3 separate regions of the Mus musculus genome follow, and regions 2 and 3 are each linked to region 1. A link is a contact called in public HiChIP or PLAC-seq and Micro-C data. All regions are on one chromosome and are shown on one strand. The core of a region is the stretch at or near the end of the contact, and the rest is flanking DNA. Distances in the headings are between cores, read along the strand shown.

The links. A called contact is a pair of places that touch in the nucleus more often than the background predicts. HiChIP or PLAC-seq counts read pairs in DNA pulled down with a chosen protein or histone mark.
Region 2: an H3K27ac HiChIP or PLAC-seq map of trophoblast stem cells shows a contact between it and region 1, with 9 read pairs. The contact joins two enhancer-like sites. A contact is called at or near these places in 1 of 484 Hi-C or Micro-C datasets (embryonic stem cells) and 4 of 115 datasets of contacts at active chromatin or transcription factors (embryonic stem cells, extraembryonic endoderm stem cells, pancreatic cancer cells and 1 more).
Region 3: a contact with region 1 is called in a Micro-C map of trophoblast stem cells, with 5 times the contacts expected there. The contact joins two enhancer-like sites. A contact is called at or near these places in 4 of 39 promoter capture datasets (the 3T3-L1 cell line, frontonasal cranial neural crest and liver), 2 of 15 datasets of contacts at CTCF or cohesin (both in the NIH/3T3 cell line), 36 of 484 Hi-C or Micro-C datasets (the AML12 cell line, the HL-1 cell line, the N1E-115 cell line and 24 more), 25 of 115 datasets of contacts at active chromatin or transcription factors (the NIH/3T3 cell line, craniofacial prominence, differentiating embryonic stem cells and 16 more) and 4 of 9 other capture datasets (adipose tissue, embryonic stem cells, liver and 1 more).

Annotation. Positions count from the first base shown.
Region 1 is chr7:112,695,635-112,699,402 of GRCm38.p6, forward strand. All of the region lies in intron 1 of Tead1 (TEA domain family member 1), which reads left to right. Among named protein-coding and RNA genes, the nearest start is that of Tead1, 18 kb to the left of the region's middle. Within about 2 kb of position 2,102, at least 169 of the 459 cell types and tissues checked have an H3K27ac peak or open chromatin away from gene starts, as enhancers often do. A contact at or near this core is called in extraembryonic endoderm stem cells, pancreatic cancer cells and trophoblast stem cells, where this site is marked.
Region 2 is chr7:113,184,727-113,188,494 of GRCm38.p6, forward strand. It overlaps a transcript of Arntl not described here. Among named protein-coding and RNA genes, the nearest start is that of Arntl, 21 kb to the right of the region's middle. Within about 2 kb of position 1,880, at least 109 of the 459 cell types and tissues checked have an H3K27ac peak or open chromatin away from gene starts, as enhancers often do. A contact at or near this core is called in extraembryonic endoderm stem cells, pancreatic cancer cells and trophoblast stem cells, where this site is marked.
Region 3 is chr7:112,401,239-112,405,006 of GRCm38.p6, forward strand. All of the region lies in intron 7 of Micalcl (MICAL C-terminal like), which reads left to right. All of the region lies in intron 1 of Gm51494 (a long non-coding RNA gene), which reads right to left. Among named protein-coding and RNA genes, the nearest start is that of Gm51494, 11 kb to the right of the region's middle. Within about 2 kb of position 2,098, at least 2 of the 459 cell types and tissues checked have an H3K27ac peak or open chromatin away from gene starts, as enhancers often do. A contact at or near this core is called in trophoblast stem cells, where this site is marked.

The DNA of each region.
Region 1 (3,768 bases), core at 852-3,351:
AGGCTTGTTTTTAAAAGAACTAGCTATAATCTCCTCAGAAGTTCAGTTGGTGCTTGGGCTTTCAGCTTTAGCGGATTCTTTCTTGTTGGCAAAACAAAGCCACGGGCAGTGCAGCTCAGCCTAGAAACAGCGGGAGAGGGTAATCCAAAATTAAGGTCTTCTGACTCCACTGAGCTGACCTCCCAGGCCTGGGAAGTCATATCCATTTAATGTCCCCTACTTCACAAACTTCCTTTAATGGCTCTTCTGTGCTGTGGGTACAGTTTACCTGGCTTGTCTCCACCCTTTTACTCCACGGGTACCCAGAAGTAGGTGCAGACCCTCTTAATTCACAAGGCGAGTCTCTGCCTGGAGGGAATTTTCCTTGCCACCCTGTGGCTTCCCAGCACAGTGGAAGCTACAGGAGGCATTGCTGAAAGCTCTCAAGAGAGAACTCTGGATAGGAGCCACTGATGTCACGATATCAGTAAGTCTGATGGAGGAGCCCTGCTGCCCAGCGCCTGCCAGCCCCCTGCACTTTGGCCTCACCTGGTCACCTCCCTATTCTCCACTCTCTCCCATCCAGCCTGTGCCCTTGTTTTCTTCCCTCCCTGCCCCTCTTTCCCTCTGCACCCCAGCTTGTGCTGATATCTGTAAGCGCCTATGAAAACCACTCTCGAAACTTGCCCTGTGTGTGCTTCTTGTTCTGTGTTTGTGTTGGGGAGGAGACCAAAAACAAATCCAGTGGATTTGTTTTGTCTGTGCTGATAAACTGATGGAGATTGTTAGGGGAGCTTCCAGAAGTGCCAGGGTTTCAGTACTAACATTTTTATAATCTATTCATGCATCTATGATGTATTTTGATCATCTGGACTTGCTATGAAACCCTCAACACCCTTCTTATTCACTGAACTTCCCAGAAAGCCCCTCCCTGCTCTGGTGTCTTTTGTGACCCCCTGAGCTTGATTAGGGTTACTTGTGAGAGTAGAGGGGCTGTTGCTTCGCAGATTGTTGCTTGTAAGCCCTGGACTGTATGTTTGCTTGTGTGTGTTTAAGCACGTGTATACATATGTGCCTGTGTGTGTGCAGAAGGGAAAGAAGTCTGGTCAATTAAGAGTAGGAATAAAATTGTAGCCTTCCTGCATACACAGTGGAGTGTTTGTTACCCATTGCTCCTTGGTCAGCTGGCCTCCGGGTCTCTTTCTCAACCAGTTCCCACCAGCCATGTGCTTCTGCATCGTGGGTATATGGAGCCTCAACCTCACATGGGCCTAAATTAAAATATTGCTCTGCTAAATCTATTTTTACATCTAGGGGAATGATGTCTGAAAATAACCCTATCCCACCTGTTATCCACTTTGGGGAAGTTGGGCTGTTGTCAAGTCACAGCCTGTGGATTAAGCTCTGATCACGGGTGCCACGTGATGTTCTTCACTTTCTCTGCCTCTGCCTAAGGAATGGTAATCTGGTGTCCTGTTTATTTTGCCCTAAATAGTCATTTGTACTGTAAGAATGGAGTGTGACTTCAGGTTGGTTTTGAAGTTCCCCAGTCTTTGGGTCAGAAGCATATTAAAGGCAGTGTCTTATCCGTGAATCATGGGATGAGTCAGTTCCTGAAACCACTACAAGCCTCATAGTTCTTGGCTACCAGTAAAAGCAGGAAATCCAGGCTTCAACGACTTCCTTTCCCAGTCCCGGGCTGTAGCGGTGGGGAGGTTCCGCTGCCTGCATGGGTGTCTGAGAAACAAAAGCTCTCGAGTCAATTTGCTGAAACTGTTTATAATTTGTGGTCTCGCTCTGAATCTCAGGCTGTATTGACACTCCCTGATTTGCTGTAGAGCCCTGCACAGCCCAGCCCGAAAGGCACAGACTAAATCCCTAGAATTGCTGCTGCCACTCAGGCCACATGGTGCCAGGGTCCTCACACCTGGGAGCTCAGGAGCAGAGTTCTTTTGTTTATTCCCCTTGTGGGGGAGAGACTGGCTGGCCACAGAGAAACACAGAGAGGGAGAGGAGCAGACAGAAACATCCTCCCAACACACACACACACACACACACACACACAGGAGGTGGGGGAAGCCCAACAGCCTCTCTGCCTAAGCTCTGGCCTGTATCCTGATTTTTTTTTTTCCCCTGCAGTCGACTTCCTGATGCAGAGTCTTTGTGGCTGTTCCTTTTGCAGTGTTCCAGCCAGTCTTCCATTTGTTTCTCGCTTGCTGAATCAAACTGTTTTGTGAACTGTCCTGAAGGAGGGAGGGAGAAACACTGAAGCAGTCGTTTGCGGCTTGCATTTTCCCTCTCAGTAGCCTTCCCTTTGCACAGAGCCAGCGTCCCTGCCAGGAGGAACTCACTCTGTGTGTCAGTGTGCCTTGATGGGATGCTCCCAAACTTTGGAAAGTGTTTGAATGATGAGCTTCCCTCTTTTGGTTCCTTTCATGGTTCCCCTCTGATAACTGGTGTTGGTCGCAGATCTTTGCTGTCTGTCTGTCTGTCTATCTATCTATCTATCTATCTAAAAAATTACCTGAAATCTGTTCTGGGAAATTCTGATTGGATTCTAAAAATAGAGTGGGTCAGCAGGCCAGTGAGAAGCCACTGAGAAATAAATAAATAAATAAATAAATACCAACTGTAAAACTGTCTTTAGGTGGGGGACTGTTTCGAGCTCCTCTCCAACAGCCATTCTGAAAGAGCAGTTGCTCTGTCAGTCCCTAGAAAGAGTAAAATCGGAGCAAATGAGAAAGTTTGCCTAGGTCTTTTTTATTTTATTTTACTTTTGGTGCTGGGGACTGGAACCCAGCACGCAGCTGGGCGGAGGGCCATTTTATGCTTGTGTTTGGGGGTGCATAGGTAAAATTCTGTCCAGCTTGAAGGACTCTGAAAGAGACGGGTTTATTTGATCTTAGGTGTTTCCGATGTCAGCCTGGTACATAACCCCACCCCCTTTCCCTTCATGTTAGGTGAGCTGTGTGGAAACCGTTCTGAAATCTATTTCCCTTCCTCAAGTGGGGTGGATTTGATCTAACCGAAGAGAGGCTTTCACCTCAGGCTGCTTGGGCAGTGAACTGAGATGCAATTGGTTACAATTTGTTGTTACTACTATTTTCTTGCATTAAGCAGAAAACACCCTTCTTTTTTATGTAAATTCCAGGCTGGGGTTAGAGACTGAAATCTTTGTATTGCTTACCATCTGTGGATCTAGTTTTTCATTGGGTCTGAGATTGATTCATTAATTAAAATCAATTTAAATGGATTTGTAAGCCTCCTGTAACAGATTATCTTATTAGCTACCTCACAGAGCAGCTCCTGATCTGTGAGGAATGTGTTTGTTTCTTTAGGTGCAGAAGACACAGAAGACGGACTCTGAAAAGTTCAGTGGTGTTTGTCAGGACAGGGCCCTGGCCTATAACCTTGTGCAGGAAATTATTCCTGCTACTGCCCCAGAGTGCTCCAACTTTGTGGATTTTGTATGTTTTACATATGTTGTGGTTCTTTGGTTTGTATCTTAGATATTTTCTGGTGAGTTTTGTGTGTGTTGTATGTTACATTTTGTGTGTCTTGTGCTGTTTGTGAGCCGTGCACGTCATGTGTGATGTTATGTGTTGTCCCTTTCCAAAGGCTTTTAGGACCTTTGGATGTATTGGCTAGGATCTGCTGAGAACCTTCCTCTAAGGAGACAAAGAGGAACCAGAAATAGATTTCCATTTGATAACAAATGTTTCCCTTTGAGGGTCTGATGGCAGAGTCCTGCTCCTTGGACAGACGATAAAATTACAGGATTGAACCCTT
Region 2 (3,768 bases), core at 630-3,129, 490 kb after region 1:
AGTTTAAATGCAGATATTGATGCACCTTGAAACTGTTATCCTCTTAAAATTGAGTAAATCTTTGTGATGCACATGGAAAGCCACACTGGCATGTACAAGGAGGACCACACCCAGACCACCATGTCACAATTCCCTAAAACTTTTATCCACTCTGAACAGAACAAAGAAGACCCTCCCCCATGCCATTCAATGCTGTAAGCTTTTCCAAAGTCCAAGATGGAATAATTGCAGCTCCTTCCTGGGGAATTTCAAGCCCCCCAACCCTGAGAACTGATCGTACAAACTAGTCCTGTACAAGGCAAGTATGGCTGTCAGAAAGGCTGGCAGAGCTCAGCCAGGGAGCCATGAACCCAGTGACCAGTGGAAAGTGCCAAAGAAGCTGACCCTGCCTGAGCAGGAGAGCAGTGTTCTAGGTCCACAGAGTGTCACTGCAGGTTGAAGGGACAGTGTGAAGGAAAGATACAGAGCCTGAAACCACCAATGCTTCCAGGAAGCAGCTGGACCATGTGGTTAGAGGTCCAGGGCATGGCTGGCAATGAGGCTGAGAGTCTATCAGTGTCAAGGACTGTAGGACAGCCTGGCCTGGAAATACCACTGGGTTTTCTCAAGGGAGGGTGTGTACCTTAATTTAAAGGACTCTGAGAGGAGAGAGGTGAGCATATCTGGGTTTCAGAAGAGCCTTCTGCTGCTGGGTGAAATAGCAGAAGCTAGGCAAAACTCTTGTTTGAGACCCTCTGTAGATCTTCGTCCAGATCTTCCCCGTTAGCCCCCAACCTGGTCTCTTATATCATTGACTTTAGATCAGTGCAGCAGAGAAAGCAGAGCCATCCATCACTGCTCATCCCCCACTACCCCGTGGACCTGCCCTATCTCCAGGGATGAGACTCTGGGTAGTGAGGCCATGACCTGATGATGCCCTTGCACACCCCCAAGCCCTGCCAAGGAGAAGCCTTCAGCTGAGACAGAGCTAAGACTTGGCTTCAGAGTCCTTCCCAGAGAAGCCACAAAAAAGCCGACCTCTCACCTGCCCCGGAGACTATCCACTCCCAACTGAGCTATTTCCTAAGCTGTGCTTTCTCACTGACTTAATATTTCAGTTTGGGAAAGCCTCTGCCATTCAGAGGAACAGCCAGAACCTGCAGATAGCCAGACAGCACGTTGAGATGGCACGCTGGTCCCTTGAGACTTTTGGAGAGAAAGATGCCATAATTTCAAGTCACTCACAAAGTCAGTGAATTTGAACCCCTCACAACTCTGAAAACAAGCATGGATCTCTACTTCCAGAGACTGTCCCAATTTCTGCCCACTGTTGTCTGCTGCCCAGTGGCTGCTCTGGGAAAGCGCATCCCACCTAGGTACTGACCCCACTCCACCCACCCAGATGGGGCAACTATCTGTCACATATCAGTTGCTTTGTTTTTCTAATTGTTGGCCTGTTTTGGAAACACTCTCCTAGACTCCTGTGTGAGTCATAGGTTAAGGGGCATGAGTAATTCCTCCGGCACGCCTGGAATAGGAGGGGAGCCTTCCCTTTTGATTTCCGGTCCTAAAAAAAGACAAGCTAGTTCACCCAGAAGGCTAATGAGTTTTGACAGTGAGGGTGGCCTAGCTGGCCTGGAAAGCCACCTTTTGTGCTATAGGGTTTAGCAAAACATTAGTGCCTCCTCTATTTTTCTTTGGAATTATAAAAGGACACCTGTATATCATTTTGCTGGGATGGGCTGAGCCTCTGAGCCCATCCGATGACACTCTGAGCCGTGACACCCGAGGGGCAGAACAACCAGATCTGTTTCTTTTGCTGAGTTGTTGGGAAGGGGGTTGGCCCTCCTCCTACTGGGTTTATTATTGTCAGCAGGGGTGGGGTTTTACCCCCTGCTTACTGAGCAGTGATGATGTGTCCACTCCCGATGGGTGTGGCTCCCTTTGTAGCCAGCACCGACTTCCTGGAGGGAGTGTGATAGAAGAAAGTGACCCCATCTGCCCTGATTCTGAGTGAACTTCAGAAAGGACCAGCTGCTTCGTGGCCTGAGAAACTACAGTGACAAACTACAATGAACTCCAGGGGCCAAATAATGAGGAATGTTCATCGTCTATCCGACATAATTTTGTATAGTTTTTATGTTCTGCAATGGGTACGGTCAGAGGGGAAGATGCAATCTTACTGTTGGTTTACTGGGAATCTTTGTGAGCCCCTTATTTACTGATTGCTTCCTGGAGGCTGCATGACTTTGGGCAAGTCCATTCACTTCTCTTTCCTTGCCTGTGAAAGAGAGTTGACAATAGAGTGGCTGAGGGGTGCGTGTAGGTGATCATAAGCTCCACTCACCACTGTCCCTAGGAAGCCTTGCCATGTGTTGTTGACGCTCACTGCCCTTTTACTGATGCCCGAGATTCCTCAAAACTGTGCTGTGGAGTGATCTAGGCTAAAAGGAAGAATACTGGTCCTGATAAGGAAGGCATTCCATCAAGAAGATACTGGCAGACAATGGTGAATTCACTTGGTTCTCACGTGTCTCTCCAATCTGTTCTCCAGAAAGCACTGACAAGATCTCTGGGTTCTCTATACTTTCTATAAGAGCAGAATAAACGGACAGGTGGAGCTCACTGAGTCTTTCTGAAGGTCAGACTCCTCCCATGCTCTTTGGGCCCCTTACCACCTACCCTGCCTGGTTCTCTACTGGAACCTCCACTTTCTCCACTTTCCCACCAACTGAGTAAGCCCTGCTCATCTGCATAGCTTTGCATGGCCTACACACACACACACAGACACACACAGACACACACAGACACACACAGACACACACAGACACACACACACACACACACACACACACACACACACACACACACACACACTGCTCTATCCAATCACCACAGGTCTCTATTTAAGGTTGCCTCCCCACAGAAGCCCTCCCTGGAAGTCCCTTTGATGTTGTCTACAAGGCCCCTGTTCTGGTTTGGATGTAAAATATCCCCTAAAACAAGGGTTCTCAACTTCTCTAACACTGTGACCCTTTAATACCGTTCCTCATATTATGGTGACCCTCAACCATAAAATTACTTTTGTTACTACTTCATAACTGTAATTTTGCTAATGTTATACATTGTGATATAAATATCTGTGCTTTCCAATGGTCTTAGGTAACTCTTGTGAAAGGGGCATTCGATACGCCCCCCAACACACACACAAAGGGGTCATGACCCATAGGTTGCAAACTACTGCCCTAAAGCCTTATGAACTTAAACCCTTGATCCCCAGCTGATGGTGCTGCTTTAGAAGATGGGGGCCTAGCTGGAGGAAGTGAGCCACAGGCAGAGAAGTTCTTGGGGCTTATAGTGCAGCCCTGCTTCCTACCCTGTCTCTGCTTCCTGTCCTGCTGAGTTGGGAGAAGGCAAGGAGTCCCAGCAGCAGGCTCTGGTGGCCTCATAGTGATCCTGCTATGCCTTCCTTTCCACATTGGGCTGTGTCTCAAACCAGGAGGCAAAAGAACTCCTTCTCCCCTTAAGCTGCTTTCTTAAGTATTTGGTAATATCAGGAGAAAAATAGCACAGCTGGGTTTGATTGTGCTTCACAGCATTAGTCAGATGTGCCAACTACTGTATCTGCTTGGTCACTAGTGTATTTGTCCCCCCCACCCCGCCCCCATTCCCCTCAACCCTACTGGACTGAAGTTTCCAGGAAGGCAAGGTCCAGCAGCATATGGTAAATACTCAATAAGTAACCCACGGCAAGGGGGAAGGAGGGATGGAGACAGAGGAAAGGAAGCA
Region 3 (3,768 bases), core at 848-3,347, 290 kb before region 1:
AAGAGGAGGAATAACTTCATGTAGATTCTGAAATTTCATGTTACATTGATGTACTTATAATTTCATGTGTGTTCGTGACTCACATGCCATGGCCTGTCATGGCACACAGAGGGCAACTTGTAGAAGTTTGTTCTCTCCTTCTACCATATGGCTTCTTAGGATCAAATCAGGTTATCAAGCTTGGAGCAAGTGACATCTCACCAGCTGGCCTGTTTGGTGGTTGTTGTTGTTTTAGAGATGTGTGTGTGTGTGTGTGTGTGTGTGTGTGTGTGTGTGTGTGTGCATAGGTACCTATGGAGGCCAAAAGCGAGAATTAGATTTGCTGGGGCTGAAGTCCTAGGCAGTTGTGAGTTGCCGGTCACCAAACAGCAAGTGCTCTTACCTACCGAGCCGACCCTCCTGTCCCCAGAGTAGATTCTTATTGTCACTCCCAGCACAATAGCAACTGACTGAAACAGATCGACAAGCAGACAAAGCCTGTGGTGTGGAGGACTGCCTGTTGACAGTTCGCCATCATTTGGGAATGGGGTCTGGGGAGCAGATGCCCTTTAGATAATCTCTGTTAGTCTCTGAATGGAAAAGCATCGAGTCCAAGGTTACACTCCTTGCCAGCTGTCCCGTGTGGTCGATTTCTGAGGAAGCAGCTCAAGGGAGGAATGAGATCTCCGCAATTGTCCAGTACAGGTGGACCATAGGGTTGGAGCCAAAGGTAATGTTAACCCTGTATTCAAATAGAATATTGTCAGAAAAGAACTGGGCCCTTACAGAGCCTTTCCAGGAGTCGCTCAAATCCAAAATTACTGAAGCAAGCAAATATTTTGGCCTGATTTTTCCCAAATCCATCGAAGGCATTGCTGAAGTCCAATGCTTCCAATGAACAGAACTTGTGCTTCTTTATACCACGAACAGCAGGAGCAGCATCATGGTGGCACAAGAGGCCCCAGGTCCCAGGGTATGACACAGTGGGTTTCAATAACATAGCAAAGCTAGTGCCATAGCTAGGAAGCCAGGATAAAGAGCACAGCAGCCTTTATACCAAGCAGTAAATGAGTGGGTTGTACAGTCCGCTCAGTGTGGGGTTCTGAGCTGCACACAATTCTCTTGTAGAGTCACAGGAGAGGCCCAGGCATAAGATGTTTAAACCTTGTGCTTTGCACACTTAGAAAAGACACACACATGCATATGCTCACACTGCACAGAAGACAGCCTCATTCACAGATATCAGTAGCCATGTGTTACATGTCCCCTCTGTCACAGCTTCAGTGGTTATCCTAAAGACACAGGTGTATCCGGTTTAAGGCCCATGGACTGCAGGAGCCCAAGGACAGCTAGAAATGCAGCCCAGCACAAATCATAAACGTACGCTATGAGGGTGTTTGTTTGTTTGTTTGTTGGGTCTCTCACATGTGTAGTTATCTGGTGTAAACTTTGTAAATGGCAACATCCTGTCACAGTGTCAAAAGGTTGACCACTGACCTCTTTGAGGGCTGTGTTGAAAGACTAGAGATAATCTTAAGTTGGTTGTTTAAAATAAAACAAATAAGTAGAGGAGAAATGATCAGGACAGACAAAGATATGACAGAGGTTTCAAACGGTAAAATCATTGGATCCAGTGAACATGAATCCAACTGTTCAAAAAATAATATAAGCAAGCGTGGCTTTTAGAACCACCAAGCTAAAAATGAAGTAAAGGAAACCTTATGATGTTTTCAATTCATGAGCAAAGTTTATCTGAAAAACCTTAATACCCATGGCCCAGGGCACTGTCTCGGGGCTTTAAGATACTTGCCACCAAGTTTTGTTCTGACAATGAGTTTTGTCCCCAGGACCCACATGATGGAAGGAGAGAACTGACTCCCTCATGGTGTCCTCTGACCCTCACAAGTGTGTGCACACAATAATAAATAAATAAATGTAATAAAAAATTCAACATCTACTTGGGATTTAAAAAAAAAATCTTTCAGCAATAGGACTTAGTCCTGAAACCCTACAGCAAACATCTGTGGATCATCCTTAAAGTATGCAAGGAGCTGTGGGGACAGTTATACTCTAAACTCTGGGGCCTGAGGCCGATCGAGACAGCTGTGAACTGAGCCTGGAGCTCATGAGAAGTCAGAGGACGTGGGTTGACCTGGAGCACAATTGCTAAAGCACTTGCCTGCCATGTATAGACAAAACCCAGAGTACAGAAGGCAGGCCTGAAACCACAGGCACTCTGAGGAAGGTGCCCCACGCAGCGCATTGAGGGTTCCGCCATAACCACTCGAATGCCAGCAAGCACCAGTAAGCATATCCAGCGTGTTAACAAGATTGCAGTGAACAGTAGATTAGCACAGATTCTAAGGAGGCGAAAAAATAGTCACATCTAAAGAATGACTTCTGAGCCAGATGGCGAACAAGAGTGGACCTGGTAAAACCACACACCAATCTGCAAGCAGTTAGGGGCATGGCAGTCCCTCAAGAGGAAAATATACACAAAACCAGAATGGCTTCAAACAGATTGTACACATTTTTGTTGTTGTTGCTATTTTTACATTCAGAAAACAAACAGCTGGACGCTGTATGCCAGTCACGCCCAGGTAAGCAAAGACTAGGGTACACCAGGCTTGGTCACTTGAATTTGATGCTGAGGGTCACTGGATCTCAGTAGAGACTGACGTAATTTGCTTTGTAGTTTTGAGAGCACTCTTGGGGAAAACTAGGTCACTATAAATGACAATTAACAAGTTTGTTTGTGTTAAGCTCTAGTTTGTTTTGGTTGATTGGTTGGTTGGTTGGTTGGTTTTTTGGTTTTTGTTTTTGTTTTGTTTTTTTTCAGACAAAAATCACATGTGGCTCAGGCTGGCTTTGAACCCACAATTCTCTTGCTTCTACCTCCCAAGTGCTGGGGGTGGGCACCATCTTGCCCAGACACTGAGTGTTGATTTCACTATGGCAAGTGAAATCTTTCCAATGTGTCTAAAAAGATCCATGATAAGAATTCAGGAGCAAAGACGTTTGACAGAAGATCCAAGCAGAGGGTAAGAGGAAGAGGAAGAGTTAAATAACTGAGCTGTCCTGGTCATGGCCAGAAGCCACCTTGCCTTCTGGTCACACAGCCCTCCAGGTCAGGAGTCACTGCTCTGTGGAGGAAGGGCTTTGCCTGTGACAGCTGAAGCCACTGGAAAACAATGGTAGACACAGGAAAGCAAGGAACCTGGATAGGCACCATGCATTCGCGTCTTTGTAGATGGTCCATTTCCATTGTATGAGCCGGAAAAGGAAAAGTACCGCTAAGGTGGTGCTGCTGGTGGTTTCAAGTTGTTAGAAGACAAAGTTTTATGTTTTGTTTTGTTTTAACCACCTCGCTGAGTTTTACAGATGAATGGAAACTAACCCTGATGGAGCTGTACACCTAGACACAGGGAGGCAGACTGAGGAGCAAAGGGGCAGTTTACTGAAGTGTTACTATGTACAGAGCATCGTGCTGACACTTCCCCACGCACCTTCTCATTTAGCAGCCCTAACCAACACTCGAGGTAGCACCGCCAGCCTCCTCATTTCAAAACATGGGGAAGACCAAGGCAGAGAGAGAAGAGGTGACTTGGAGAATATCACAAGCCTGATTGACCTAGAAGTCCATGCCCTTCCCCACATACCCACATCGAGAGGTAAAGCTCCCTAAGCTTCGTAGGCCCCACGAGGGCAGAATGTGATAGGGGACAATCGATAAGCAGAAACTGTGGGACAAACCCTTCAGTGCACTATTGGAATTAAGAGAGCAAGATC